7 separate regions of the Mus musculus genome follow, and all the other regions are linked to region 1. The links are chromatin contacts, called in public Hi-C and promoter capture Hi-C maps. All regions are on one chromosome and are shown on one strand. The core of a region is the stretch at or near the end of the contact, and the rest is flanking DNA. Distances in the headings are between cores, read along the strand shown.

Evidence for each region. Promoter capture Hi-C pulls out the DNA fragments that hold promoters and counts their contacts. Hi-C and Micro-C count contacts between places; a contact is called where the count stands out from the background.
Region 2: a contact with region 1 is called in a promoter capture Hi-C map of liver, with 2.9 times the contacts expected there. The contact joins the promoter of 4833439L19Rik here to the promoter of Cks2 in region 1. A contact is called at or near these places in 2 of 39 promoter capture datasets (cranial neural crest and liver) and 1 of 115 datasets of contacts at active chromatin or transcription factors (astrocytes).
Region 3: a contact with region 1 is called in a promoter capture Hi-C map of liver, with 6 times the contacts expected there. The contact joins the enhancer-like site here to the promoter of Cks2 in region 1. A contact is called at or near these places in 5 of 39 promoter capture datasets (hippocampal neurons, liver, neutrophils and 1 more).
Region 4: a contact with region 1 is called in a promoter capture Hi-C map of stem cell-derived epiblast-like cells, with 4 times the contacts expected there. The contact joins the promoter of Wnk2 here to the promoter of Cks2 in region 1. A contact is called at or near these places in 4 of 39 promoter capture datasets (hippocampal neurons, liver, pre-B cells and 1 more).
Region 5: a Hi-C map of B cells shows a contact between it and region 1, with 5 read pairs. The contact joins the promoter of Fam120aos here to the promoter of Cks2 in region 1. A contact is called at or near these places in 1 of 39 promoter capture datasets (liver) and 1 of 484 Hi-C or Micro-C datasets (B cells).
Region 6: a contact with region 1 is called in a promoter capture Hi-C map of liver, with 4 times the contacts expected there. The contact joins the promoter of Phf2 here to the promoter of Cks2 in region 1. A contact is called at or near these places in 3 of 39 promoter capture datasets (liver and pre-B cells).
Region 7: a contact with region 1 is called in a promoter capture Hi-C map of erythroid cells, with 8 times the contacts expected there. The contact joins the promoter of Faf2 here to the promoter of Cks2 in region 1. A contact is called at or near these places in 2 of 39 promoter capture datasets (erythroid cells and liver).

The regions. Positions count from the first base shown.
Region 1 is chr13:51,643,843-51,648,078 of GRCm38.p6, reverse strand. It overlaps Cks2 (CDC28 protein kinase regulatory subunit 2), which reads right to left and starts at 2,847. Exons shown (of 3, transcript NM_025415.3): 1 at 2,608-2,847. The coding sequence starts at 2,666.
Region 2 is chr13:54,563,339-54,567,421 of GRCm38.p6, reverse strand. 4833439L19Rik (RIKEN cDNA 4833439L19 gene) reads left to right here and starts at 2,040. Exons shown (of 9, transcript NM_133797.4): 1 at 2,040-2,240; 2 at 2,801-2,907; 3 at 3,150-3,237. The coding sequence starts at 3,210.
Region 3 is chr13:49,189,308-49,193,026 of GRCm38.p6, reverse strand. All of the region lies in intron 1 of Ninj1 (ninjurin 1), which reads right to left. Among named protein-coding and RNA genes, the nearest start is that of Ninj1, 3.6 kb to the right of the region's middle. Within about 2 kb of position 1,951, at least 58 of the 459 cell types and tissues checked have an H3K27ac peak or open chromatin away from gene starts, as enhancers often do. A contact at or near this core is called in liver, where this site is marked.
Region 4 is chr13:49,146,463-49,150,741 of GRCm38.p6, reverse strand. Wnk2 (WNK lysine deficient protein kinase 2) reads left to right here and starts at 2,414. Exons shown (of 30, transcript NM_001290313.1): 1 at 2,414-2,980; 2 at 3,508-4,190. The coding sequence starts at 3,510.
Region 5 is chr13:48,966,629-48,970,741 of GRCm38.p6, reverse strand. Fam120aos (family with sequence similarity 120A, opposite strand) reads right to left here and starts at 2,630. Exons shown (of 2, transcript NR_015601.1): 1 at 2,138-2,630; 2 at 837-1,804. Fam120a (family with sequence similarity 120, member A) reads left to right here and starts at 2,682. Exons shown (of 18, transcript NM_001033268.3): 1 at 2,682-3,387. The coding sequence starts at 2,914.
Region 6 is chr13:48,868,706-48,872,725 of GRCm38.p6, reverse strand. It overlaps Phf2 (PHD finger protein 2), which reads left to right and starts at 1,841. Exons shown (of 22, transcript NM_011078.3): 1 at 1,841-2,058. The coding sequence starts at 1,961. It overlaps Phf2os1 (a long non-coding RNA gene), which reads right to left and starts at 1,775. Exons shown (of 2, transcript XR_003950516.1): 1 at 1,523-1,775.
Region 7 is chr13:54,618,888-54,623,192 of GRCm38.p6, reverse strand. Faf2 (Fas associated factor family member 2) reads right to left here and starts at 1,409. Exons shown (of 11, transcript NM_178397.3): 1 at 1,290-1,409. The coding sequence starts at 1,352.

The DNA of each region.
Region 1 (4,236 bases), core at 1,598-4,097:
TAACTTTACACAAAGTTAGCAATTAACATTTTTTGACCAGTATAAGTCAAGTCTGAGATGGAGGTGCAAATTCAGCTCTGGACTTTTGGAATTGGGATAGTGCAGTCCATAGTCCACTCTAAGCACCAAACTGCCCATAACAGGTTTTAAGCTGTGGATTTGAGCGCAGATAATCCTTAACCAGCTTTACCACAAGGCCGATGACTACGTGCCATCACTGCCATTTCCAGGCACATATTAAATAAATATTCTTACCCACACAAGTTACCACTCATTCTTGAAATACTGCTTAATGTTTTTGTTACTGTTACTGCTTTGCTGCTATATATCATAGTGGAGGAAGGAAGGATTGCCAAGTTTCAGGGCACCTATTTGAGTTCAGAGAGACTTCCAATAATCAAGACTGTACAAAATAACCCATGACCTTATCTTTCCACTGATATCAGTCTTTGTTGTTGTTTCTGGGGTTTTTTTCCCCGTTTTTTTTTTTTTTTTTTTTTGAGACAGGGTTTCTCTGTATAGTCCTGGCTGTCCTGGAACTCACTCTGGGATCAGGGTGGCCTTGAACTCAGAAATCTGCCTACCCCTGCCTCCCAAGTGCTGGGATTAAAGGCGTGCACCACCACTACCGCCCGGCCACTGATATGCCTTAAGTGACAGACATTATGCTTGTCAATTAGCTTTCACAAACAGTACTGTCTCTACAAGGCATTCAGATACAAGGAGCCTCAAGTATCTCCTACCTGATAAGTCATGTCAAGAGGCTGCACTTCATATGGGGTCATTTATAATGTACATGATTTTATTTGTATATTACTACTGATCATGTACCAGGAAAACTATTCTCAGAACCCAGTTTTTGTTGGAATACAAAAAGTGCAATATATGACTCAAGTGCAAAGAAATCCTCCATTTTATTTCTGTAAGGACAGGCTGGGCCTGATGACACACAGGTCCCTCCCCGGACTAGTAAGGCAGATGCAGCTAGAGCTGTCTACATGGAGTTCCAGGACACCCTGGGTTATGGAGACTCCCTCAAAAATGCCCAAAAGGACTCCCATGATATTTGAGGAGCAGTCTACTCTGTTCCTAGTAATCACCCCTTCACAAAATCACTAAGTTTTGAACTTTATCCAACACACATAGTTCTACTATAAACAAAACACCCTAGACTCACACCTCTGTGTCATATCACCAGTACACAGTCCCTGTCAAGAGCACCTCTCTAATTCTTTTGTAAAGGTTGGTCAGTTAAGCTCAAGCTAGTGTGGCAACACACCCACCATCTCAGCAACTGCTAAGGCAGAACAGCAAGCTTAAACACTTCATGTTTCAAAATAAAACACTTTTTTTGACCTCTGGATTCCAGTGGGTAATAAACTAGCTCCTACTTTATATTGGAGTAAAATACTTAAGACAGACCAGCAGTTGCTCCCCAAAACACGCACAACTTATATACTCCAAGTTTAGAAACTAAAACTATCTCACTTTGACAACTAAAGAAATGTATATAAACCCATATGCTAAACATTTCCATCCAAATAATTATTTGCCTAATTTAGAAAGACAGTACAATTACTTTCGGTCATTTTTGGATATTTCCAAACCAAGTTCTGAGTTACTATAACGACCAAATATTAAGCCAATTATCACATGGTTACCATTGTGAAGTTTGTAATTACTATGTAAAGACTGTTATGTATTTAAATTTTTTAGTAAGGGGGAAAAAAAAAACCCATGAGACTTCCCTACTTAAGAACATTCAAGTTTATAGCATTAGTGCATCGTCAAACAGCCTGGAAAAAGTTTTCTGGCTGTGAAGACTTCTACACTAGCGGACTGAGAGAATGGGGGGTGGGGCGGTGAAGCCACTCTTTTAAAAAGTGTCTCATCCCTCAAACAGCATTCTGGACACTAACCTAAAAGGGCAGCAAACAGAAAACAAGGTCACTATTTGCCCAAGGGAGGAACAGGTTTTACCCACCTGGAGTCCTTGACTGTGTCCCAGAATGCAACGCTCTAATCCCAACCCAGAAGAACCCAGCGACGGAAAGGCCTTTGAAACCACACCCCAAGTCATAAGGGATACAATAAAGTTAACTACAATCCTCCCTTACTTTCCACAATCCCATTTGCTAATTATATTAACGTAGGTACTACCTTCCTGCGCATCTCAGGATTTAAAACTCAAAACTTCCTCAAAAGCCCCAAACGTGGCCAATATGGACTAGCAGTTGAAGGTAACGTAGCCACCACCACCCCAATCCTTCCGAAGGCAATCTCGAGTTTTCAATTTGATCTTGAAGCCCTTTAACAACGCCCCGTGTTACAGCGTCTGGAGCCGTTACCCATCAGACACTCGATAATGCCCGTCGGGTGCGTTTCCGGGGACTTCCCCTCCCGGCCAGTCCGGGCCAGTGCGGTTTGCGGTCGTGAACTCCCAGACTAGGCGCTGCCCACCCATCTAACGACTCCCCATCTCCTGCGATCCCCGCAACACTACACAAAGCAAGGCTGCCCGGACGGACGGAGGCCTCTAAGGGGGTCCGAGTCCCGACCACCAGGTCTGACCTCCCAGCGCGGCCCTCCTCCGCAGGCGCTCCTCACCGGTACTCGTAGTGCTCATCGAAGTACTTGTCTGAGTAGTAGATCTGCTTGTGGGCCATCCTGCCGGCGCGCAGAGGAGTAAGCGGGATCAGGAAACCGGGCGCAAGGGGCTCTACGTCCGCCTAGGGCCGACGCAACGACTCGAATGAGGCCAACGACCGCAGGCCCAACGCTCTGGATTTGAATCCGACAGCCCTCCGCCGATTGGGCGAAGCCACCAACCAATCACGCTCCGCGCAGACCTCGAGGACAGGTAACCAATCAGAAGCCTGTTGCAAGATTGCGAGGGCGGGAGTAAGGATTGGCTAACGATTCAGCGAGGAGCGCCCGGCGACCCCAAGAGATATTGAGAAGGGCGGAGCCGAGTCGTTAAGTGCCTCGCAGCGCGTGCGCAGTGGTTTAGAACGTGCCTGGGGGCAGAACCGTTGGGTGGTGGGCGGACACGAGATGAGGTATCCGGGGCTCTGGGGGCCGGAGCGGCACGAGACGCCTGGGGGGCGGTCTCTGTGGTCAGGGAAGTCCAGCTGCGGAGCGTTCCAGAGGGTAAGGTGCCCTCCGCTGCCCCTGATGGCAACGCTAATTACGCTTGGCTGCGAGCTAGTCCCATCTTAAAAAGATGTGCTCATGTAAAAGGAAGTTGAAAGGGTGTTAAGTCGTGGTTTCGTGCAGCAAGTTACATATAACAACCATTTTCTACAATGAGCAGGTGTCATTTTTCTTTTAATATTTTTGCGATTTGTTGCAGTGGATGAATTGCTCTGGTGTGGCTGTTAGGATAACAAAGTAACCCACGGCAGCTGGGCGTACTGGCCCACACCTTTAATCCCTGTACTCCAATGCCAGGTCAACACCCCTCCCTCCTCCTTTTTTTTTTTTAGTTTGGTTTGGTTTTTGTTTTTTCGGAGACTGGCTTTTCCTGTGTAGCTCTGGCTGTCCTGGAACTCACTCTGTAAACCAGGCTGGCCTCGAACTCAGAAATCCATTTGCCTCTGCCTCCCAAATGCTGGGATTAAAGGCGTGCGCCACCACCGCCCGGCTGTTTTTTGTTTTGTTTTGTTTTGTTTTGTTTTTGAGACAGAGTTTCTCTGTGTAGCCCTGGCTATCCTGGAACTCGCTCTGTACACCAAGCTGGCCTCAAACTCAGCGATCCTCCTGCCCCTGCCTCCCCAGTGCTGGGATTAAAAGTGGATGCCCCATCACCGTCCAGCTTCAGCCTAATATCTTTAACAGATGGTAGGATAGCAAAGTGTGATCCTGTCTAAAATAATAAAAACGGAAGTCAGCATGTAACTACAATTTTATTTTTTTATAGAGTTGGGTAATCAGGTGCCTGCAATCTTTTAACGACAGGTTTCCCGACTTCACTTGGCCCTCAGTTAAAGAGAACACAAGATCGTCTGACTTCTTGCACAACTTTAAAGTTATTTTTAGCACTAAAATAATAAAGGTGCTAATTGCCTACCGATATTATCACGTGAGACAACAGGTGGGATTAAAATTTCAACATGTAAATAGGAGGATGTAAGCATACACTCTATAACACAAATAATATGGAGGTATGAGTTCTGTTCTGAAAGATCTTTAATTACTATCTAAGCAGTGGTTCTCAACCTTCCTGATGCTGCAGCC
Region 2 (4,083 bases), core at 791-3,290, 2.9 Mb before region 1:
AGCCATTATAAGGTCATGTCCAGCCGCACAGTAGCACCTGGAATCCTTCCTCATGGTAATGAGGTATCCCTAGCACCCTGGCCCTGGCCAATGATGTTCACTCACCCTGAAAGCCTCCATCCCCTCGAAGGTTTAAATAGCGTTTATTCCCTCCATTAAATGAGCTGCCTCACTGAAGCTCTCTCCTAAGAGTCCGTTCTCAATGTGCTCACTGCCACCTGAGGTCTCTTGCTCCTGGTTGTCCTGCCTCGGTTTCTCTCTCAGGATCTACCAGTTGCAATAGTAGCCAATCACATGTACTCACATACATAAAATAAATAAATAAATCTTAAAACAAGATATTTTCAAAATATTTCATTTGTTTTTAAAAAAAGACATTTTAACCTTATAAAAGATTTGTTTTTTAAATGTGTGTGTGTTTGTTTGTCTTTTTTTTTTTTAAAGAATTTATTTATTTCATGTATGTGAATACACTGTCACTGTCTTCAGACACAACAGAAGAGGGCATCAGATCCCATTACAGATGGTTGTGAGCCACCATGTGGTTGCTGGGAATTGAACTCAGGACCTCTAGGAACAGTAGTCAGTCCTTTTAACCACTGAGCCATCTCTCCAGCCCTGTGTTTGTTTTGCTTGCATAGATGTGTGCCTGTCTGTCATTCACATGCTGAGGCTGTAAAAGGGCATTGGACCCCTTGGATGAAGAGTGATAAGCAGCTGTGAGCTGTCCTATGGGTGCTGGAAATTGAATCTGGGTCCTTTGGAACGGCAGCCAGTGTTCTCCATTGAGGAGCCTTCACTTCCGTCCCCATGTTTAACCTTTTATGTGAGAATTGATCTGCACCCTTTCCTCCCAGGAGCAGTAAAGTAAAAACACTGGGAATACTTTTTCAAGTGTCACACTGCAAATCAAGTGTGTTATTCACAAATGAAGTATACAGCTTACAGAAGACATGAATTCCTGGCCCAGTCTTGGTCCTAACAGAATGCAAGCAAAGTCAAATGTATTCCCATCTTTTAACACCCTCCGATTCTTCCTGAGCGGACAGTGAACCTTGGACTTGGAGCAGAGTTGAGTGTGGGTGTTTTCAGCTTTCTCTCATGGAGCAGAGCAGGGAAGTGTTTTTGAGACCTCTGAGTGGCTACCTCTCCAGGTCCACTTTTCTCATAGTTATTATCCATTTCCGGGGAGGCGGATGCTCCTGTATTTAGTCCTGTACTAGTGTGGAGCCCGCCTGACTCCACTGCTAATTAAAGGGAGAAAGATTAACTATCAGATCCTCTCTGTGTGTGGGAGGTATGGTAGTGGTTCTTAACCTGTGGGTCACGACCCACGAAGGCGCCTACCTGGCTTCATGGTTCATTGAACTGTGCCCTTCCCCCCAGCCTTGAGCAGGCAGAATCAGACTTTGTTTCTGCCACAGTTGGCTAGCCCACCTAGGGTGGAGTCTTCCAATCTAGGTAAAGTCTATTGTGTGCCACATCTGCAGCTTCCTGCAAGAAGCCACCACCTGCTAACAGGCTGCCTGAGCTTGCTTTCCTGATAAAGCAATGAGAGTCTGGCAAAGTGGGGGATGGGTCTCCCCCCTTTAAATTCAAGTATGTGGGAATGGGAGACCGACTGCGGTGTCCTTGGGAGCCAGAAGAGGGCAGCAGACCCTGGGAGCTGTACTACAAGAGGTTGTGAGATACCAAACCTGGGTGCTGGGAACAAACCCAGGTCATCTGCAAGTGCAGTAATTACTGTTTTAACTGAACCATCTCCAGCCATCAATCTTCATTCTTTCCCCCCTTCTCATCCTCAGCCCCCACCACACTCCTTGATTCAGGCAATGCTCCTGCCTCAGCCTCCAAGTGCCACAATTCTGTAATCAAGTAAAAAGCGCAGAGGAAGTGCTGGAAACAGGTGACCTCCTTTCTGGGAACCCCGTGGAATTCCCTTTTAGAGTTCAACCTACAGGGAGGTGTTCCGGTGGTGGTGGGTACGGAGGCACGCTCAGATCTCGGACTACAACTCCCAGCATGCCCCGCGGATCTTCGAGTCAGGTCTCGCGCGACCTGCGACAGTCTCGGGGTGGTTTGGGGGTTCGGTTGCCGGCCGGCGACTGTCCTCCGTAGGGGAGCGTTCGTCGCGCTCTCACGATGGCTCTGCTCTGTTCAGCCCAGCAGCCTCTTGGGCCATCTGGAGCCTCGGAGCCTCTTTAGTGCGGGAAGTCGGGCCGCAGGCGGCGGGCGAGCAGGTAACCGACCGCGGCCTGGCGGAGCTGGGGGCAGCCTGAGTTCCGGGGCGCCGCGGCCTGGGGGGCCTGGAGGGGGGCTCTGTTCCACCCTAGCGGGGCTCGAGGGACACCAGAAAGACCCGCACAGTGAGCCTCGGAGCATCTGCTCGCTGCGAACCAGCCGGCTTCGCCTTGAGGGGTGGGACCGTGGGAAGGTCGGGATTGGCTTTACACATCTCAGAGGCTTTGTTTTGCACCTCCTGCGAGAGAGTCGTGGGCTTGGGGTCGCTAAGGGAGAGGGAAAGGGCGTGTGTCTGGCTTGCGGATGTCCCTAGGACCGCAGTGAACTTGAACAAAAATCTGGACCAATAATGCCTGCTGTGCAGCGCCGCGGGTTTGTTTTCAAGACAAGGGTTGTGTGAGAATGCGATGACTTTTAGTGATGCCGAGTTGGTCTTCTATGCTGGCATAGCTCATTTCTGCCAAGGGGAAAGGCTGCTATGTAATCCGGCTGGGGAGTGGTCGGATGTTCGGTGGACTTAGGGGCGCTGTACCAACCTTGCTTGTTTATTGTTACTTAGAGCCTCTGGATGGACCCTTCCTCAGAAGCTTCGCTAATTTGCAGAAGCTGGGCAATGCTCCTCATTAACATCTGTCTGTCTGCATAGTCCGGCGTCATTTCACTGTGGTAAGGTGTCTGTCTAAACTGAGGTTTGGCTTTCTCCTCTCGGGTGTTCAGAGGAGCCAGCCATAGGATACTGGCAAACTAGTGGACTTTATCCTTCCGGGGGTGTGTTTGTCACTCATTGGTTCTAGCGTGTGTATGTGTCAACCTTACTTACCAGCCATAAGTCTCTGCGTGTCTGTCAGAGCACTGGAATGACCCTCTGCTGTGCAACATAAGAAAATGCCCTATGTTATTTTTATTAGGTGGAAGGGACTCAGCTCCGAATTACGTATAGAAAAAAACACCTGGATCCCTGTCTTTCAATGGCTTCAAGACAACCAGAAGTGCCTGGTAAACTTAAGTTCTTATTGGTTAAGTCTGTACCCCCACCCACATCCCCCAGAGAGCTTATTTTCTCAGAATCCTTAGTACTGATCTTCTTTAGTATTAGGTCATCACCTTCTCAGCCGTGGTATACACCCTGACCTTGGCTTACAGCCTCTTGCCATAAGTGTCTTTTGTGAAGAGTAAACACTTTTTGTTTGTTTTTCCAGAGACAGGGTTTCTCCGTGTGGTTCTGGCTGTCCTGAAACTCTGTATTTAGACCAGGCTGTCCTTGAATTCACAGAGATCTTACCACCTCTACCTCCCAAGTGCTGTCTTTAAAGGCGAAATCATAAGTGAAGTTCAGAGTTGCTGCTAAATCTACATCTACTGTTTTTTTTTTTTTGAGACAGAGTCTCCCTTTGTAGACTTGGCTGTCCTGGAATTCACAGAGATCCTCCTGCCTCTGCCTCCTGAGTTCTGGGATTAAAATGCATGTACACTGCACCTGGCTCAAAAAAGTTTTTGGGCAGGCAGTGGTGGTGCACGACTTTATCCCAGCACTTAGGAGGCAGAGGCAGGTGGATTTCTGAGTTCCAGGACAGCCAGGGTTACACAGAGAAACCCTGTCTCGAAAAACCAAAAAAAAAAAAAAAAAAAGTAGATGCCAGCGGCTTTATTACTATTGTCTTTATGAAGCCATTGGACAAGGTGTTAGACACTGTTTGAAGTCGCTCCCCAGTTAGGCAGGTTAATGGAAGCTTCCTCCATGTACCCTAATACCATTTGTCTCTACCATCACGTGTGTCTTCCACTTACACTGGACTCTCTAACGCCCTTGTCACCATGCAGAGCTATGTGTGTGCTCATGAG
Region 3 (3,719 bases), core at 702-3,201, 2.5 Mb after region 1:
CTTCAGCTGCTGCCCCTCCTCATTTCCCACCTCTCTTACATGGCCATATATATATATTTCTCTACCCAAAAGGGTTTCCCCTTCCAGATACCCCCATGCTCCGAGGTTCTCCTTGGAGGCCCCTGCTTCCAGGCTACTGTCCTTGATTCCCCTGGTTGGACCTGGCCCTCTTCTGTCATGAGAGGTCACTTCTCTGGCTGGCCTGCTTCCTTCTAAGGTACCTTTAAATGGCTGGTTTCCTCTTCCCACCGAGACAGTCGGCTCTCTCAAGATGCCCTGGTCGGGCCCCTTCTCAGCTACCTAAGAAAATCTCACCGAACCTAGGCTTAGCCCATTGTCCACTGCTGCCCTGAGCCATCGAGCCCTGCACCGTAGCCTCCAGGGAGAGGGCACGGAGCTGAAAGAGGTGGCCAGGGCCTGCTGTTGGCAGCCAGCCACCTGGGGCCACCCTGAAAGATCCTGTTTCTAGACTCATGAAAGATGCAGGGAATGGATGTAGTGCTGTAGGGCTGTGGGGAAGGCGTCCACCTAACTCACATGAATATTTTCTGCAGGCCAGAAAGCCTAAAGCAGGTGCCACTGAACTGACAGTGTATCGCTAACATGAAACTGCTTCTGAAGTCATGTGTTCAAGAAGGCAGGCACAGGCGGGCTCTGCTACCCGAGCCTGAGTTAGGACAGACAAATCACCAGCTTTCAATAGACGCTGCCCTTTGAATAGCAAACTCACTGGGGTCAAAATTCTTACTCAGGAGCACATTCCGTGTGTGTGTGTGTGTGTGTGTGTGTGTGTGTGTATGGGTATGGACATTTGTATATAATTTCACGTGTATATGTAGTTGTATGTGTTGCAGAAGTTTACACGCGCATGGATGCACATGAGTACTGTGTGTGTATGCATGCCCATGTGTCACACAACACATACGTATAACACATAAGCACAGACAGATAAACAGGCCTACACATGCATGCATGCACACACAAACACAAAAAGTGGAACTTTTGTTAGCTCAGTTGCTGGAGCAGAGGTCTGCAATGGGTGAAATGAGACCACAAGGCTGAGCTTGCTGGCCGCTGGGCAGCAGGAAGAGTTTCTTTTGCTTCTGAACCACTTAAAGGCCTCCTGACCACAGGGTCACAAGGAACAGCAACATGAATGATCTACCGCATGCCCCTACCCTCACCCCCTGCTCTCAGAACTCTTAGTCACCAACGCCTGTGCCCCTGCTGGCCTCACTCAGGGAGCAAACTGAATCTCTCCATAAGCTCCTCCCAAAGCCATACAGCAAGCAGGGGCCAGGCTGCAATGTGAATTTACACTTTGGGGCTCAGAGCCCCGGTAGCGGAGACTCTGAAGGGACTGAGATCTCAGGGGGCTATCTGTCTTAGTTCAGGACAGCTAGTCTTAGCCTCAGTGTCTCGATAAGTCACAGAGCTTGTGGAATTAATACCCTGAGGTGACTCAGAGCCCTTGGGACCAACAGGGGCTACAACTCATCAGCCACCTGCTTACCTTTAGCCTGTAAGATGGTGATATGGGCCTCAGGCTGAGGGACAGGCCCAAAGGCAAAGCAGGCTGGCTATTAAATGGTGTTAAACTCTACCTCTCCACAGCCTGGCTCTGTGTCCCCACATGCTTGCTGCCTGTCTCCCCTCCTTTGTATCTGGGGCTGCCCTCTGGGAAGCTTGTCTGAAACTGAATAATAGGATACATTACTCTACTAGGGATCAGTACACAGAGGCTGGGGGAGGGGGCATTGCAGGATACCTCCAGGGTCTGATCCTGAGCCATGCTGGTGACCGCCCCATAGGCCTCTCCTGGGATGCACAGTAGGATTGATCCAAGGGTGTCTGGGCCACTCAACCACAGATCAGGGAGCCCTGTGGGCCTAACTAGCTGCCTGATCATGCTAGGAAACTCTTCCAGGCTTGTGCCAGTGACCTGGGCAGATCAGGGAGAAAACACGCTGGTTAATATGTACCAGGGCAGGCGGGAGTTCCCTGAAATCTCAGCAGCAGCTGAGAACGGACTATTTTCCTCTAAAACCCAGGAAGGAACATCGTGGGTTAGTCAGCCCATACAGGGGGCTGCACTTATGAGGGCCTCGTCATGAGGCCTAGGGTCACCTGACTGCCCAGAGCATGAGAAGGGAGTGGGCACCTAAGGCTTAGTCACAGCACAGTGGGAATCTGTGCCCATCATCTTCAGCACAGAGCAGGGTGCCACCATTCCCAATCTGATCACACCAACGGCCATCGAGGTGACTGCTTATCAGGAAAAAGACAGGAGAACGCAGGGAACTTTGTAAGGCAGGGCTCAGCAGCTCACATCAAGTGGCAGGGTCAAAATGTTCCTTTACTCTCAGTGTCTGGCTCTCCCTGATAACTTTAGTCACTGAGCAATACCAGGACAGGAACAAAGACAAGGAAAGAAAGGCCAATCCAAGAACAGGTCTTCCATTAGCCAAAATGTTGTCCTAGGTGACCCAAAGGTCCAAGTCTAGATAAATCCTGGATGACCCAGCCTGGACTGTTCAGAGGCCCTGTCAAACACCAGTAGGCAGTAGGGGTTACCAAGGTATGGATGCAGTAGCTGCATACCCACCCCTAAGCTAGATCCAGCAGAAAGCCACCTGTGCCAGCCTTCAGTGCCCCAGCCCGCATTACCTATGCCCCGGGAGCCCAAGAAGCAAGACTGAAGTTTCTCCTGATTTCACACATATATTCCCGGCAGGAAACCCCAGTGAGACAGCAGGAAACACGGGAGGCGGGGTCCCCACAGCAGCTGGGCCACGGGCTGGGCAGACTCACTTCCTGTGGGTCAGAGCTGACCAGGAGTGACCTGGAGGCCCACTAGGGTGGCCTTTAGAACTTGGCTAAGATCCTGACTGCCCAGGATCTGCCAGGCAAGCAGAAGAGGGGAAAATAGGAAAGCTTTTCCTGGTAGCTGAGGCCAGTGTGCAGGACGTGCCATGACCTAGAGACCTGAGATATGGCCGTAGCTCCCTCAGCCTGCGTTCCCTGAGGAGCAAGAAAGCAGGGCAGGTGCCACAGGGTTATGGTCCAGTTCCATCCCAGCCACCTCCCTCTGGCTGTGTCTAACATGAAGCTGTCCCCAGCGTCGTGGTAGGAGTATGGCATTTCCACGTTTAACTGGTGTTTACTGTTTCTCAGGGGCCAGGTGACAGTGAGCTAACTCACCAAAACTGGATCAGGCTGTGAACACTAACAGGGCCTTTAGCTAACCGGCTCTGGGGAACCTAGCATCTGGAGGGGTGTGGGCAGAGCTTCCCCAGTGTTACACTTGACAGGAACCAACCAGGGTGGCTCTGCGGGGCCTCAACTACCTGGGAGGTAGTGGCACCCCTTTTTCCAGAGGGGAAACCGAGGCTCCCTTGGGTTCTCATCCTGGGGACAGTGTTGTCCTTCCCAAACTTCTATGGATGCCACCATGAGACCATGGAGAGTGTCTCCATAGCTAACGCCGCCACGTACTGCGCTCTGCCGCAAGCATTTCCTTTATGTCAGCCATATAGTTTTCACTTAGCAGAGGCACTTACTATGATGCCACTTCGTAGATGATAAACTGAGGCACAGAATGCTGACACGACACACCTTAGAAAGTTGGGAGGTAGGAGCCTGAGGTTGGGAAGGGGGACCAGGCATTGAGCAGGGCAGCCTTCAAAGTTAGCCACACCTCAGAGAAGCATCCTGTGTCC
Region 4 (4,279 bases), core at 1,165-3,664, 2.5 Mb after region 1:
CTGTGTGCTGAGATAGTAGGACATGACTGCTGTACCCATCCATAGGTGAGCCAATTGCATGTCCTCTGCATGGAGCAGATGTCCCTTCAGGTGTCTGACCTTGGTGAGTCTTGTCACCTGAAGGGCTGAGGAGGCTAAGATGAGAACTGCAGAGAGGAGTCACTATCCTCCTTTTTTTGGATCTTGAGCAACCACTAAAGGTGGAATGCTGCCTGGATTCACCCTCTGCATCCTCATCTCCAAGTGGAGGTTAACCTTGGATACAGTTCTCTTGAGCATCAGAAGAGGATGCTGCATCTAGGCCCTTGGGTTGTTGCTTTTGCAGAGTATCCTCCCACAGCCTTGGCTTGCGAGCCTTAGGAAATCTAGCCATGCAGTGGGAAGTGTTTAGGATCAGGGTGACAGACTCAGAGATGTCCGGGGACCTGAAGAAGGGTACAGAGTGGGTCCCTGGCTGCTAAATTCTATACCAAGGAGTCCTTGTTTCCATCTGTTGGAATTCCAAGGGCCTGTTAGTGATACTAGTCTGAGATTCCTTGCAAAGAGATCAATGGCCTTATCCGGTAGTTTCATAGCTGTGGACTCCAAGGGCTGGCATAGGGAGCGAGTTCACCATAGGTTATGCAAGTGGGGCTGTGGGAAAACACACCCAGGGAGTTAGTTACAAAGAACATGGTGCCCAGTCAGACACAGGCTCTCCGAGATCTGTCTCAGCCTGGACTGTGCCCAGTTTTGTGGGTAGGGTCATAATTCTTCACAAACATGTGTGAATGTGTGTGGGCAATAGCTGTAGGTATGGCTGAGGTCTCACTGGGTAGCCCAGGCTGGCCTCTGCCTCCTGAGTGATAGGGTTATAGGTATGCACCACCACACTTCGATTAGGTGTTGTAAGTGACTGGCTGCTTTCATCACTAGTCACTCAGCAGGTATATGCCACAGGCTGTCACTGTGTCCTGTTGGGAGACAGTCAGACTAGCATGCTGAGACTCTTCTGTCATGATTTCTCTTACACAGGCCCTGCCTATTATAGCTTCCATATACGTGCCAGGACCCAGAGGGCCTTTGCTGGATAAACCCTGTCCAAGAGAAATTACATTCTACAGGCTCAGGTTAGGAGAGGCAATACTGGGTGGGGTCTTTAGCCTCCTTAGTGAAGTTGTAATGGTCCTCACCCACATTCTGCCCCAGCTTGGGAGGTGCAGCTTGGATCCCCATCTCCAGAGACACTCAGACCCACAGAGCTGGCACCTGCGCTCTGCTTCTGGTTGAGTGGGCTTTACGTTCATGCCTGACTCCCAAGGTAGATGAGAAATGAGATAATATAAATTAACAGGCATCTGGCAAATGCCCAGTCCAGTGACAAGTACACAATTTAACCCCTGGGTCTCTGGGGTATATGTTGGAGTCCTAACTTCATGGCTCTCAGTTTTCATAACGTAAGTAGTCCCAGCATTCCCCCTTTAAGGAGACAGTGTGCTACCACCCAACTCAGCTAGGAAGTGACTTGAACATCAGCCTTTTAAAGTTACTTTTGACTGGTATCAGCATCCACTGACAGCCCCTAGCAGGGCCAGGGAAACCCTGTCACTGGGTAACAGCTCTGTCTGCATTTGCTTCCCTTTAATCGTGAAGGATGTGTTGCCTCTGTTGGCTTTTCTGTCTTATGAGTTGCTGGTGTCAAAGGCTCTAAGGCCAGCAGCCGCTGGCCATCGGTTCACATTTGTAACTTGCATCTTTGACAGGGTGCCATACCATCAGGATGAGCAAAGAGATCAGAACATGCTGGTAACTTCCTTTGCGCTGTTTTCTTCAGGTGAAGTGACCCCAATGATGTGCATCACAACTGGTGAGCCCAGGTGCAGGTGCCTGGCATGGGCTCAGAAATCAGGTCAGTCTTCTGTGACCCTTGCAGTCAGGTTCAGAGATGCCCGGGGCAAGGGCTTGTCTGGGGTAATTGAGTAGCTCAGGGGGTGGAGAGAGAAGCTCCTGAGGGGGTTGAGGGTGGGGAAAGATGGCAATCAATATGGTAAGTCAAGGGGTTTCTGGAAACCTTTTCCAGTTTCCATCTTGGGACCTCTGAGATTTAGGACAGAGAAATCCTTTCTATTTTTTTTTTTCATTTATTTTTGAGACGGTTCCTGGTTCCTTTATTGCCACGTGACCCAACTCCTGGATCAAGTATCCTCTGCCCCCCACAGCCCTCCCCCACCGGTGTTGGGATTATAGGCTTGGGCCACCACGCTACTGATCAGGGCAAAAGGACATCTGTCTTTGAGATCTGGATTTGCTTAATGGAAAAGAGGGACACAGCGCTTACTGGTACCAACGTCCGTGGATGATAGTGAGGTTTTCCCATATCCTGGCAGTACAGAAAGGCCCAGAAGACACTCCAATTTTGCAACCATACTTGGGCACCTAGGATATCCTGAGGTTGTCTGTTTTGTCTTGGCATAGGTTCCAGGATTTGGCTCTCTGGCTAAGTCACGTTGTCTGTGGCCTGCCACCTCCGGGGAAAATAGAGCCCCTCAAGGCCCCACAGTTCAGCGGACCACTTCCAAAGAGCTTCAGGGCCAGGCGCCGGCCTGGAACCCTTGCCGCAGGTGGAGGCCATGGGGAGCATCCCGCAGGTGGCGGCGCTCAGCCGCAGCCAGGTGGGCGTGTCAGGCCCCGCCCCGCGCTCCGGTCTTGGGGAGGGTGGGACGAACGGAAGCCCCGCCCTCCCCGCGCGCTAGTTCGGAGCCGGTGCGGGAGCGGAGGCGCGCGGAGCCGGCAGGAGCACGCGGGAGCGCGGCCCCGCAGCGGCCCGGCCCGAGGGAGCAGCATCGTAGGAGCAGAACGGCCTGGCGACCCCCGCTGCAGCCAGGACCCCGCCCCAGCGCGACGCGGCCCCGAGAGAGGACTCTGGCCCCGGAGCGCGGCCTCGCCCTCCTCGCTCGCCCGGGTCCCCGGGCTGCGGGCATGGACAGCGCCCGCTCGCCCTGTGAGTATCGAGCTCTCCCGTTCGCCGCCTTTGTGTGCGCGCCGCGCCGCCGCAGCCCCCTCCCCGCGCGCCCCGGGCCCGCGTCCTTTGTGGAGCCTGCTCCTGTCCGGTGCTTCCCTTTACCCCGGCCTCCCTGTCCCTTCCCCACCCGCTCGCGGGATAGCCTAGCGGGGTCGCTCCAGTACTGGCCTTGACCCCTTTCTCCAGCCTCCCGAGCCCTTCTGTAGCTCCTTTGAGCCCTCAGGGACACCTAGCAGGTCGTCCCTCCTGGAGTCCCTGGGACAGCTAGAGACAGGCCGTGTTCCCGGCTCGGAGCTGAGTGAAGCAGGGCATCCCCTTGCAATCCTCGCCTCGGGGTCCGGTCTGCAGCCCTCTCCCCGGAGCCCGCAGAGGACCGCCCGGCAGGTCACTTCTGCGGTGGGGCTGGGCAGGGCGCGGGCCCAGAGGCGGCGCTGTCTCATCCCGCGGCCCAGGCAGGTGCGGCGGGGCTGGCGCTCACGCAGGGTCCGTGTGTCCTTGGCCCGCAGAGATGGACGGCGATGGCGGCCGCCGAGACGCCCCCGGCGCGCTGATGGAAGCCGGGCGCGGCACGGGGTCGGCGGGCATGGCGGAGCCGCGGGCGAGGGCGGCGCGGCTCGGGCCCCAGCGCTTCCTGCGGCGCAGCGTGGTGGAGTCGGACCAGGAGGAGCCGCCGGGCCTGGAGGCGGCCGAGACGCCGAGCGCGCAGCCCCCACAGCCTCTGCAGCGCAGGGTGCTTCTACTCTGCAAGACGCGCCGGCTCATCGCGGAGCGCGCCCGGGGCCGCCCCGCCGCGCCCGCGCCCGCCGCGCCCGCTGCGCCTCCCGGCTCCCCGAGTGTCCCCTCGGACCCTGGCCCGGAGCGAGCGGGCACGCAGGAGCCCAGCCCAGATCCCACCACCGCCTCAGCCGCAGCCGCGCAGGTCCCCGACGGCGGCCCGAGGCAGGAAGAGGCGCCGGCCCCAACACAGGAGGACGCTGGAACCACCGAGGCAAAGCCGGAGCCCGGGCGCGCACGCAAGGATGAACCTGAAGAGGAGGAAGACGATGAGGACGACCTCAAGGCCGTGGCCACCTCTTTGGACGGCCGCTTCCTCAAGTTCGACATCGAGCTGGGCCGGGGCTCCTTCAAGACGGTCTACAAGGGGCTGGACACGGAGACCTGGGTGGAGGTAGCATGGTGTGAACTGCAGGTGAGCGCCGCTGCCCCGCAGGTGGGCTGTCCGCAAATGCGTCCTTGGGTGTGTCCTTGCTCATATGAAGGGCTTTAGGCAGCCCTGGG
Region 5 (4,113 bases), core at 1,381-3,880, 2.7 Mb after region 1:
TCCTGATCTCTCCTCCTGATCTCGGGGCGTGTCGGGTAGGCATCATGTTGGGCGGGCAACATGCCCTGCACTTGCAATCCCAGGTCTCAGGGGGCTGAGGATGATTGCTGTATATTGAGGCTGGCTGGCTGCACAGTGGGGTCCAGGGCATCTTGGGCTATGAGTGAAACCTCGAAAATTCCCAAAACCCAACCCCAACTCCCAAACCAAAAAAAGGGCAACATTTTCCTGCTTTAAGCTGTAAGTAAATTAGCCGATGGGAAACAAGTTGAAATGCTGAGAGTAAACTCCCGCCCCCCCCCCCCCCCCGCCCCCGCCTGCTTAAGTTCTGTGCTCTGTGGCTGGCTGGCTCTCTCTATTAATCTAGTAGTCATAATCCTTTTTTTTTTTTTGGAGGCAGTCGGGGAGACAGGGTCTCTCTGTCTCTCTGTGTAGCACTGGTGACCTGGAACTCATTAGGTACAGAAGATTGTCCTTCAATTCACCCAGGTCCACCTGCCTCTGCATCCTGAGTTCTGGAATTAAAAGGGTGAGAATTCTTGGAAGTCTATGGTCATGCAGTATTATTCATTTATTTTTCCCCTCAGTAGTGTGGTAATCACTTCATGAAAAGTTTCTCTAATACAGCCCTAAATGGAGAAAAAAAAGTCCCTAATCATATTGTATTCCCAAGCAGACTCTAAGATTTAGTATTTTTCAAATAGGATTTAGATATTTAGAAAATTTAAACATCACTCAACTCCTGAATTTTCTTTATAGCGTTGTTAGCCAAACAATTTCCCAATCATTAATAAGTTTGGAGGGCATACACAGTTAAACAGGGAAAGCAAGCATGATGAAATTTTGAGGGCTTTTATTATGAAAATGAATTTTAAAGTTCTCAAAATTCCAAAGCACAGTCTATACAATCACAGAGTACAGAAGTGACTACAAAAGCTGGCATTGCTAACATCTGTATAACAACCTGGGAGGCCACAGAAAGCCAAGGCTCTCTTAAGGAGAGTGATACTTTCTTTTAGAAGGATCACCATCCTACGGTCTTAAAATAAAATGTATGCTTAATTCCAAAATCATGGGTGCTAGCACAAAAGCTTTCTCCCCTCTCCCTTTTTAAAATAAATAAATAAAAGCAGTAATGTTTAAAAGAAATAAAAAACAGGCCAGGCAGTCAGGATGGCAAAGGGCTAGCCCAAGCAGGCCAGCAAACAAGAAACCACAACAAAAATAAACACAAACCTAAACAAGTGAATGAAATATATATGGAATGTAATCTTGTTAAGAAAATACAAGTGATTCATGTGCAATCTTGTATACTAGCTGTGAATTACATAAAACTTGATTATTTTGGGGGATGTTATTATTTAGTGAGGCTTTAAGTGTAATCTTAATTTCTAAATGACATGGAATTACTTACTCTGGGATTAAGTTTTCTACTCAGCTAGGCGGACTAGTGGCCTCATCACTAATTTTATACATAAGTGGCATAACGTATCGGGTTTAAAAAAATTAAGGAAAATCCATCAAGGCCCTAAGCGCATTTCATCTGTCTACATCACAGGAGCCTGTGTTTGAGATTGGTGGAAGAATGGGGTGTTATGATCACAGTTCATTGTATACACGCATGAAACTGTCAAAGAATAAAAATAGTCTTTAAAAGAAAAAAAAATTAAAAGAAACTATAGAATTCAGTTTGCCTATTCTCGAAGACTCTGATGGGGGGCTTTGAGTCTGCATGAACTTGGTGTTCTGTGCGATGGATGGGTCACTCCTGTGTCCAGTGCACCCCGCTCCAGCAGCGGCTTGTCTAGAAAAAGAACAGATGAAAAATTGAAGGTAAGCAAAAAAACAAAACAAAACAAACAAAAAAAACCGCTCCTTTTTCTTGGGGGAAGGGGGAGCGGGAGGCGGGTTTCATGTAGCCCAGGCTGGCTTCCAATTGGATGGAATGACCTTGAACTTCTCTGATCCTCTACTCTCCACTTCAGAATGCTGGGATTACGGCCTAAGCAACACGCGGGAATCGAACCCTGGGCGATCGAAGATCCCAGACAAGCACTGTGCCAACTGAGCTACGTGCCCAGGTCCCCAGCGGACAGCTTCTCCTTCAGAACGTTTGGTCCTGGCTCAGCATACGTACCGTCGGCGCCTGGGTTTAGCCGGACCCTCGCAGCCCGAGCCCCTGGAGGCAGCGCACGTCCGCTCGTCTCCGGAGGGCGGCGCACGCCGGGGAGGCTTGCCCCTCTCGGGGAGTCTCCTCAGCCGGGTCCCGACACCAGGCCGTGAAGCCGCCGTCCCGTCCCGGGAGCGACGCCATCTTGTCGCCGCCGTCCTCCTCCGCGGCTCGCGCTCCCGGGCTCCAGGCTCCCCCTAACCCCGCCGCGCGACACACGCGGCGGAGGAGGAGCGCTGGCTGCCGGCCACGCCTACCGGGCCCGCAGCCGCGAGCGGGGCGGAGCCAGCCTCGGAGGCCGCGGCCTCCGGGCGCGGCCTGCACGGGCCCAGGCGCCTCCCCGAACCCGCCCGGCTGCGGCCCCCTAAAGGGCCCGACAAGCCGAGTAGCGCTCCGCCTTCTCCGCCCCGCCGCCGCCGCCCCGGGAGCCCGGCCGCGGCCCCGGCGCCGCCTCTTCCGCCTCCCGCGTCCGCGCGGGCGGGCCCGACGTCAGCGCCGCCCCGCCCGGCCCAGCTTCGGCCTCGGCCTCGCAGAGCGCGGCGGCGGCGCAGGTCCCTCCCCAGACATGGCCCTGGGAGGCGGCAGCACATGGCGGCCGCGGCGGCCGTGAGCGCGCCCCCGGCCAGCCCCAGCCAGCCCTGAGGCTGCCCGCGCCCGCCGGCCGCGCCACGGCCCTGCCGCCCCCAGCCCCGCCGCCGCCGGCCCCGCCGCCGCCCGCGCGCGCGCGCCCCGCCGCCGCCGCCATGGGCGTGCAGGGCTTCCAGGACTACATCGAGAAGCACTGTCCGAGCGCCGTGGTGCCGGTGGAGCTGCAGAAGCTGGCCCGGGGCAGCCTGGTGGGCGGCGGGCGGCAGCGGCCCCCGCAGACCCCGCTGCGCCTGCTGGTGGATGCCGACAACTGCCTGCATCGCCTGTACGGTGGCTTCTACACCGACTGGGTGAGCGGCGGCCAGTGGAACCACATGCTCGGCTACCTGGCGGCTCTGGCCAAGGCCTGCTTCGGAGGCAACATCGAGCTCTTCGTCTTCTTCAATGGCGCGCTCGAGAAGGCCCGGCTGCACGAGTGGGTCAAGCGGCAGGGCAACGAGCGCCAGACAGCGCAGCAGATCGTCAGCCATGTCCAGAACAAGGGCACGCCACCGCCCAAGGTCTGGTTCCTGCCTCCGGTCTGTATGGCCCACTGCATCCGCCTGGCGCTCATCCGCTTCCACGTCAAGGTGCGGCTGCAGCCGGTTCGCCGGGGTCTCCCAGGGCTGGGGCTGGGGTCTCTTTGGGCCTGAGTCAGGATCGGGCCTGGTGCCCTTTGGACCGATTCCCTTCGGGTTTGGGTCAGGGTTGGGGTCTGGGGTCACTTGGACAGGAGTCACAGTTGGGCTACAGGCCTCTTCGCGCTTCGGGCTGGGCCTGGGATTGCTTGGGTAGCGATCAGAGTTGAGTCTGAGGTTCCTTGGCCCAGGGGTTTGGGGCTTGGCCTAGGGTCTTTTTGGGCTTGGATTTGGGTTGGACTTGGGAGGTCTCTTAGGTCACTGTCAGCGCTGAACTAGTTCCGGGAAGCCCAGCCTAGCCCAGAGTGAGTCCTGGGTGCCCCTGCCCGTGGAAGGCCTCAGCAGGCTTCAGTGTCTCTCAGGGCCCCTCTCGGGACATAGCGTGTCACCATGCCCAGGCTTGATGCAAGCTAGGCAGAGGGGCCCTAGAGCAAGATGGATGCCCGGGCCTTTAGGCCTGGTGTGGTTGAAGTCTACCCACCACATTCCTCCCTACTCTCTGGCCTCTGTGGGCCCATAGACTTGTTCATATGACACTTGAGGCTGGTGGATAGACCCTCACCCAAAGTGGGATCGGTGGTGTCGTCTCCCACATCCTCAGTCTTTCTCCTCCCCTGAGAGGCCGACAGGCTACCCACTGGCCTTATCCTTAAGCATATACCCATCTGTCGAAATTAA
Region 6 (4,020 bases), core at 592-3,091, 2.8 Mb after region 1:
CAAGCACAGGGGCAGCTGTAGTGGGCACAGCTGGCTGCCAGAGAGAATGTCAGAAGATAAGGAGAGTAAATGGAGGCACCCAGTGGTCAGTACCCCACCAGAAGGAGAACAGGCTTTCTGGGGGAAAGGTGAGGTGAGAGGAACAGGTTCGGGACTTGGGCAGGGGTGTCCTCTTCCCTTGCTCCCTCTGCCCCCACCTTTGGTAGGCTACTTCCCTTCTGCATTTAACTGCTCTGAGCTTCAGTTTTCACTTCTGCTGAATGACAACTGCACCACCTCTTGGGGAGAGTGCCTTAGGTAACAGGGCAGTGCCTACCCCACCAGGACACATGCCTGGTGACAGGGACAGGGGATTAACAGCTGTTTCTTGCCTTGTAAGGGGAAGGACCATCCAGTACAGAGGAGACCCAAGGGGACAGCTGGAGTTCAGGCAGGTAGCTTGAAATGAATTCATTGTGTACAGGTTGACGGGGTAACCTGTCTGCGCCCCCCGCCCCAATTTCCTATCTCCCCTGCCACATGTGTGCCCTTAGGTTACACAGTGCTTGCCCTGGTTCGGATCCTGATTTGTGGCCCTGGGTTTACCTATTTGGGAAGGGTGGGGGTTGGTTGAGGGCAGATTCCATAACAGGCTATCCTCTGAGTTGCCAGCAATGGAGCTGATTGGCAGCCGCACTCTGGGCAGGGATAACTGGGACTCTGCCTTGTCAAGGTAAGCAGAGGTCTGAAACTCTGGAATGTATCTGCAGAGACTAGCATCTCCACGTATTGTGTGGGGACAGGCAAAGGGGAAGCAGATCTAGCAGACAGCTTTCTTCCTAAATATATGGCCCTGCTCATCAGGGTCGACCTGGGTAGGGGACAGAGAAGGACCCTCATTCATATCTCACCAACCAACCAAACAACCAACCAACCAACCAACAAAAAAGCTCTAAGCAGGACAGGTGAGACCAGGGAGCCAGTTCAGAGCAAGACTGCAGGGGCGAGAGCGACAACATAACCCCTTGTCTTCCCCAGCAGTCCTGTGGCTCAGTTGCGACTCACTGGACTGTCCTCCGCTCCTAAGGTCTGTGGGTCTATGGGTTGTAATAAGGGGTCCTGGGCGGCACCAATCCCAGGTAAGCTGTGTCCTACAACAAACAGTTCACTCTCGGGTCCCCTGACTTTTGCCGGAGCATCGGGAAAGTTCACCGGATCGTACGAGGAAGCAAGGCAGCCCCCAGCTAGAAAGAAGGGGAAGGGGAGGTTATTCAAAAGCCAGCAACTCAGTCGCAGTTCGGGATGGGAGGGAGGCTGCCGGGCCCAGGAAGAGGAGGAAGATCCCCCTGTCCATCCCACTTCGGGGTCAGAAGAAAGTTAAGGCCAAGGAGTTGCTTCTGGCTAAGGCAGGGCTGTGCGAACTGTGTTCACGTAGTCGGGGGCAGGGGGCTCCGCGGCTCGTCTCCCTGGGAGTCCCGGGGCCACCCTCTCCCGCGGGGTGCCCCCGAGCCCGGCTGCTGGCTCCCCCAGGCCCGCGGCCCACCTTCTACCGCGGCCCGCCTTCCCGGCGGCGGGAGCGGGGCCCAGGCCGGCGGGCGGAGGCGGCGCCACCCGGGGCGCTGACGTAGCGGCCGCTCGGCGGCCGGGGGTCCCTTCGGTGGGGCCGCGGCTCCCCGCCCGCCGCCCCCGCGCGTCCATTCGCTTTGTGTCCCGCGCGCGGCCGGGCCCCCCGCGCACTCTCAGCCCTGCGCCCCGCGGCCCGGCGGGCGGCTCCCGGCGCGGCCCCAGCAGCCCGCGCCGGCATTGTGTGGACGCGCCCGGCCGCGAGCGCGCGCGCGGGCCCTGCCGAGCGCCCCCGGCCCCGTCCGCTCCGGCCGCGGCGCCCGCGCCCGCCGCCCCCGCCGCCCTCGCCGCGCGGCCCCCGGCCCGGCCCGGCCCGACCCGGGCAGCGCAGCGGCGGGGCGAGCGGCGGCGCGGCAACATGGCGACGGTGCCCGTGTACTGCGTCTGCCGGCTGCCCTACGACGTTACCCGCTTTATGATCGAGTGCGATGCCTGCAAGGACTGGTTCCACGGCAGGTGAGCGCGCCGCGGCCCGCCCGGCCCACCGAGCCCCGCGCCCTGGTCGCGCGCCCCGGGCCCCGCCGGGCACCGCAGCCGCGTTCGGCCGCCGGGCCGCGCGCCCTTTTGTGCCCAGGGCGGGGGCGTACGGCCGCCGCGCACAAAGCGAGGCCCGTGGCCGGGGCGGGCGAGGGGCGCGGGGAAGTTGGGGCTCCGGCCGCGATGGGGCTGGGACCCGGTCGTCTGACAGCGGGGCCGCAGTGGCCGCGGAGGCCAGGAGCCGGACGAGGCCCAGGCCCGGGGCCCCCGCCGCCAGCCCCCTGCGAAGTTGCAGGAACTTTCCCCGCGCGGGCTCGGGGCGGCCGGGCCGGGAGAGGCGGGCGCGCGGCCCGGCGCGGGTCCCCCGAGAGGCGCGACTGGCGGGCTCCGGAGCTGGCAGGGCTCGGGTGGACCGGGGGAACGGTAGCGAGGTAGCGGCCAGTGCCCCCCGTCTGTGCTGGATCCCGGGAACCCCCTCGGGACTGTGTCCTGGCGGGCAGGACCCCACCGGGGACCCCGCGTGCCTACTGGCTCGGGCCGGCCTGCGGGCCTAGGCGGGAGTGCAGTGACAGACCGACGTGAGTGTCTGTGTGTTGGGGTGGGGGTGTTGTGGCTTGGCCGCTCATTTCCTGGCCTGCTCGGCTCCCCATTTCCCTCCTCTCTGCTTCAGGCAGAGGAACCCCAGTTTTGACATGACCTTATGCTCTTTAAGGAAGATGGGGAGGAGGGAAAGAGGTAAGCTTGGAGATACTAAACCCGCCCTCTGGGCCCTTGCCGGTGGCCATGACCTGGCCTTGTGTCTACTTTTTAAGAGCCTAAGTCCCTTCCTACTTAGAAGTAAGAGGAGGAGAAAGAGGTGATCATCCTGCTTAAACTGCTCCAACAGGTTCTCTTGTGTTTGACTTTGCCTGTGGGATGTGCTTGGGCCTCAAGAGGGCTGGCCTGAAGCTGGACAGGTCTGTCTGTCCCCTGGGTGTGAGTTTTTAACAGCGAGTAGCAGGCTGGAGGGAGAGAACGGTGTGTGGTTCTGGACCGTCCCTGACCTTCCTTCTAGAGAGAAGACCCTTCTGATATCTCACATCCAGGATCTTTAGGGAGTCTTGAAAAAGAGCTGTGGTCTCTGGTCTAGTCATCTTTAAGTGTTGGGAGCTAGGTGGCCAGGATTTGATGGGCCTTCTCACATCTGTAGGCCCTGGGACAGAGGCCCACTCTTGTAGGGCAACCTGGCTGGCCTTACGAGGGGTGGTCCTGTATGGCTCACTGGAATCCCTCGAGTATCTTGTGTTGCCTCCCCCAAATATCTAGGGTTGTGGAGAGCACTCAGAGTTGTGTGACCCCTGGGCTCTGCTCCAAAACAGGGCCACTATAAACAGCCACCAACTGGCATCCATCTCGAAGGGTTTGTGGCCAGATCACAGTGGGTGATAGCCCGGAGGCCTCTCCAAATCCAGAAACGCTGGGAATCTGGACTTGAGTAGCCCTGAGAGTGGTGGCACCCCTTCTTCCTGTCTCAATCCAAGACCTATAGCACCTCTGGTTACCTGTCAGCTGGGCTGCTGCCGAGGCAGAGAAGGGGGTGGGGGGGTGAGATAATGAGTCTTGATGCTGGAAGAGGTTTGTTGTTTATTGTTTGCTTTGGTTTTGGAGGTCTAGTCACCTTACTGTTTCTCTGAGGATTTTGATTTGCTCTGAGACAGGCAGTTGATTAGCACAGCTACATTTGCATGTATTTGGGTCTGTGGGCAGTAAAAGGGACCCTTCACAGCAGGTGGTTTCTTAAGCTCCAGTGCACCATGAGTTACCCCTCTTCCTGGGGCTAGAGCTCTCCCTAGCTTTGTGCAGGATCAAGGGTTGGGGCCTGAGGTCAGGCAGGGAGGGAAAGGCTGGGGCCTCTTCCTGCTCCTGTAGCCTGGACCAGATCCCTGGGCCCCTCTCAAGTCT
Region 7 (4,305 bases), core at 160-2,659, 3.0 Mb before region 1:
GGGCTGTGCATTCAAAAAGCTAACATGCTTTAGTCAAGTTCTCACGACATCACAAATATTTAGTGGGCGGTGTCTGGCATTAAGGCTTAGCATAAAAAGTGCTAAAAAAAATCAATATTTAGCACATTTCCTATTAGAAAATGAGTTCTATTGACTTCAATTTATCTGGAAAATGATTATTAATAGTAACAACTGTTTAGGCACATTTTACAGTTTACAAAGTTGTCTTCTTCTTCTTTTTTTTTTTTTGTTTTTTTTTTTTTTGTTTTTTGTTTTTTCGAGACAGGGTTTCTCTGTGTAGCCCTGGCTGTCCTGGAACTCACTCTGTAGACCAGGCTGGCCTCGAACTCAGAAATCCCCCTGCCTCTGCCTCCCGAGTACTGGGATTAAAGGCGTGCGCCACCACTGCCCGGCCCCAAAGTCTTCTAAATACCGTGTAACACCCATAAACTCAGTTTACCTCCTAAAACATCCGCAAGGGAATAGACATTTTGAAGTTATATGTAAGAACTAAGGATACGGCTAATGCCATGGTTACCACCACCCGGGTGGCATCCTCCCACCAGACCCTCCACCTGATTAAAGTGCTTAGAGCCTTTTTTTTTTTAAAACAAAACAAAACAAAACCAGAAACATCCACTTAATGGGGCGGGTCCTGCAGGTTGCCACCCTCCTCAAGCAGAGTCAGCCGTTCAGGAGCAAGCCGAAGGGCAACAAATCCAGTCAGAGGCCTTCGATGATACTTCATGTTACATTGTTTCCTCCAGAGGCGTCCTCCCACATTTCTAGGGCAGGTGCCAGGTCTGTGTGTGGGCGCTTCTTTTCCCCACTACAACCACCCAACACGAGCCCTAGGGACCACCGAGAGACCCCCAGCAAGCGTCGGTGAATAACATGGGATGGTGGTGGTCTGCGGTCCAGCCCTGCAAGCTGATGCCAACTCTGCGATTGGGGATCTGAGTTATCTCTAGCACATCCCCACCAATCGATGGGCGGAGAGGGTCTGGCGGGTTAATCAGGCCGGCAAGGATTGCAGACCAGCGACGCTACGGGAAATCAAGGCAGCTGACCCACTGTGGTCGAGCCCGGCTAGCAGAGGTGGCTGGAAGGCTGAGGACCCACAGAGGTTGGGCGCCGGGGAAATCCGGGCAGTTGGCGTCTGGGGGGGAGGGGGCCGCCTGCGGGTTTGAAACTGGTCCCAACCCCAACCTGAGGATGGTTTTGCGCTCCTCTAGGGTCCCACTCCCCATCCCGCGGCGGCCTGGGCTGCACCGAGAACTCGCTGCTACCTGAAACTGCAGCAGCTTCTCGGTCTGCTCCTGAGTTAGATCCTGCTCCTCAGGCGCCGCCATTTTGCCGCCGCCTCTACGCTCCTGACCCGTCCGCACCGTCACCCGCCGGAAGTGATCTCAGGTGTAACCACTTCCGGCCTGAACCGCCGCCGGGACTCAACTGCGTCTGCGCGCGCTAACTCGCGGGCACCCTCCCCGCCCCCTTCCGAATCTCGCCACCAGAGGGCGACGTTCGCGTGTCTAGGCCGAACAATTCAGGACCCTGCCGATCTATCTCCCAAAGATCTAAAATTGATGAAAAGATGACAGACCCCAGAGGGTCAGTGTACCTCCAGGAGCTCGAGAGAGTCCCGCAATTTGGCTGCTCCTTAACCGTTTTTTTAAATTATCTACGATATTCTTGAAGATTTCTCAGGAAACGATTGCTTTCACGAAATAGCGCCAGTTTGATACTTAATCCTTTCATAAAGTTGGTCTGCCTTATTAGGGGAAACAGTGGTGAGGCTTTGTTGTCTCTTGCTAGGAGTGTCTGTAACCAGGTTAATGGTGCTTCCCAGACACTCAGCTCTGTACCTCGTCCAACCTCATGCCCAGGCCACTCGCCCTTCATCCCTTTGACAGACCAAAGATAAGATAGTTGGTCTGAGTCAAGGAAACTTGACTTTAAGTGTGTATGATTCCTTGCATACGAAGGGTATCCTGGAGCAAGCCACCTAGACTCTGTTACTTTTGGTTGAACGCGATTGACTTAAAGCCTGCCCATTCCTCCTTTGCCTTTTCCTGGGCACACTGCGGTGGCCAAGACTTGAAGATCTTGAACTCAAGAGCAACCTGCACTACATAATGAGACCGTGTGTCAAAACGACAACAATCAAAGGAACAACACACACACACACACACACACACACACACACCCCGAGTGCATTTTATTCCTAACCTTTAGGCCCTTCTTAGCCTAATATTGTCCAATAAAAACGTGAGCCACACGAGCAATTTTTTAATAGCAGCCATACTAGGGAGAAGTGATGTTCTGCTGATGGGAAACTAAATTATTAGTTCATCCATTACAGAAATCAGAATAAAGACTCCCCTCACAATTAGTTAGAACTGTTATACAACCCAGCTACACCAGTTCTGGTGCACACTTCCAAGAGTCAAAGTCAGTTTACTATAGACATACCTGTAATTCACATACTTACTGATATGCACAATAAATCATAGACTCAGCCTAAGTGTCTACCAGTAGATGAGTGGACAAAAAAAAAAAAAAAAGTCTGTATATAGCAGGGCATGGCAGCACATACCTTTAATCCCAGTACTCAGTTGGTAGAGGCAGGTGGATCCCTGAGTTCCAGGTCAGCCTGGTCTACAAATCAAGTTCCAGAACAGCCAGGGCTACACAGGGGAAACCCAGTCTCAAAAACAAAACAAAATTCTAGCACTGGAGAGATGGCTCAGCAGTTAAGAGCATTGTCTATTCTTCCAGAGGACTTAAGTTCAGTTCCCAGCACCAACATGGCAGCTCGAAAAAGTCTAAAACTCCAGTTCCAGACATTCATAGGTGCAGGGAAAACAACAATGCACTTAAAATAAAAAAGTTTGCCAGGCGGTGGTGGCACACGCCTTTAATCCCAGCACTTGGGAGGCAGAAGCAGGCAGATTTCTTAGTTCGAGGCCAACCTGGTCTACAGAGTGAGTTCCAGGATAGCCAGGGGTGAGTTTAGAGGAGCTCTGAGGACAACTGGGGACAGTTAGTAATGAATGCAAATTGGTTCTAGGATCCAGGAGCTACGCAAACACTAAATGACTCTGTGATTTAAAGGACTCATTGCTCTTGCAGGGGACCTGGATTTCATTCCTGGCACCTGCATGGTGGATCACAATCATCTGGAGTTCCACCTTCAGGGGATCCGACACCACGTCTGGCCGCTGAGGCCCCCCAGACACACATGCGGTGCACAGACATACTCACAGGCAAATACTCATGTATCTAAAAAATAAAAAAGAATAAATCTATTAAAAGATAAAAAAATGCCTGGAGGTGGGGGGTACAAACTTTAACTCTGAGCACTCAGGAGGCAGAGGCAGGTGAATCGCTGAGTTTGAGGCCAGCCTGGGCTATGCAGTGAGTTCCAGGACAGCCAGGGCTAAACAAAGGAACCTGTCTCATAGGGAGAAGAAGGAGAAGGAGGAAGAGGAGGAGGAGGAGGAGGAGGAGGAGGAGGAAGAGAGGAGGAGGAGGAGGAGAAGAAGAAGGAGGAGGAGGAGGAGGAGAAGAAGAAGAAGAAGGAAGAAGAAGAAGAAGAAGAAGAAGAAGAAGAAGAAGAAAGAAAGAAAGAAAGAAAGAAAGAAATACATTAAAAATACACCAGGAAGGTCTATTTTTTAAAAAAAAGATTTTATGTATTTTATATATATGATGAGTACATGTAGCTATCTTCAGACACACCAGAAGAGGGTGTCAGATCCCATTACAGATGGTTGTAAGCCACCATGTGGTTGCTGGGAATTGAACTCAGGGCCTCTGGAAGAGCAGTCAGTGTTCTTAACCGCTGAGCCATCTCTCCAGCCCTAGAAAGGTCTATTGAAAAGATAAAGACTCCATCACTTATAACAGTCATTTATATCAAAAGAGTGATGTTGAACCCAGTGTCGTGGGATGGTGGGACTGCCTTATTTAGATCTCTCTGATCTACAGTCATTCTCTAGGTTTGGCCTGTAAGAATAATACCCAACCTTTCTGAGTCCTTTATGGTACCTACTGTTCTGTCATAGCCCCAGGCAGTTTCATGTGCATGAAGGAGACCAAGGAGAAAGAGACCACGAAAGCCTCAAGTTCCAGGCCATTTTGCCCATTTTATACTGTGCAAACTCCAAGTTTACCAGATGGATACCCAATCACCTCTACTGTCTTATTTAGCTTCCATTGTCAATTTGATACAGCCCAGAGTCACTTTAAAAAGGGAATTTCAACTGAAGGATTGCCCAGGTCAGACTGGCCTGTGGGTGTGTC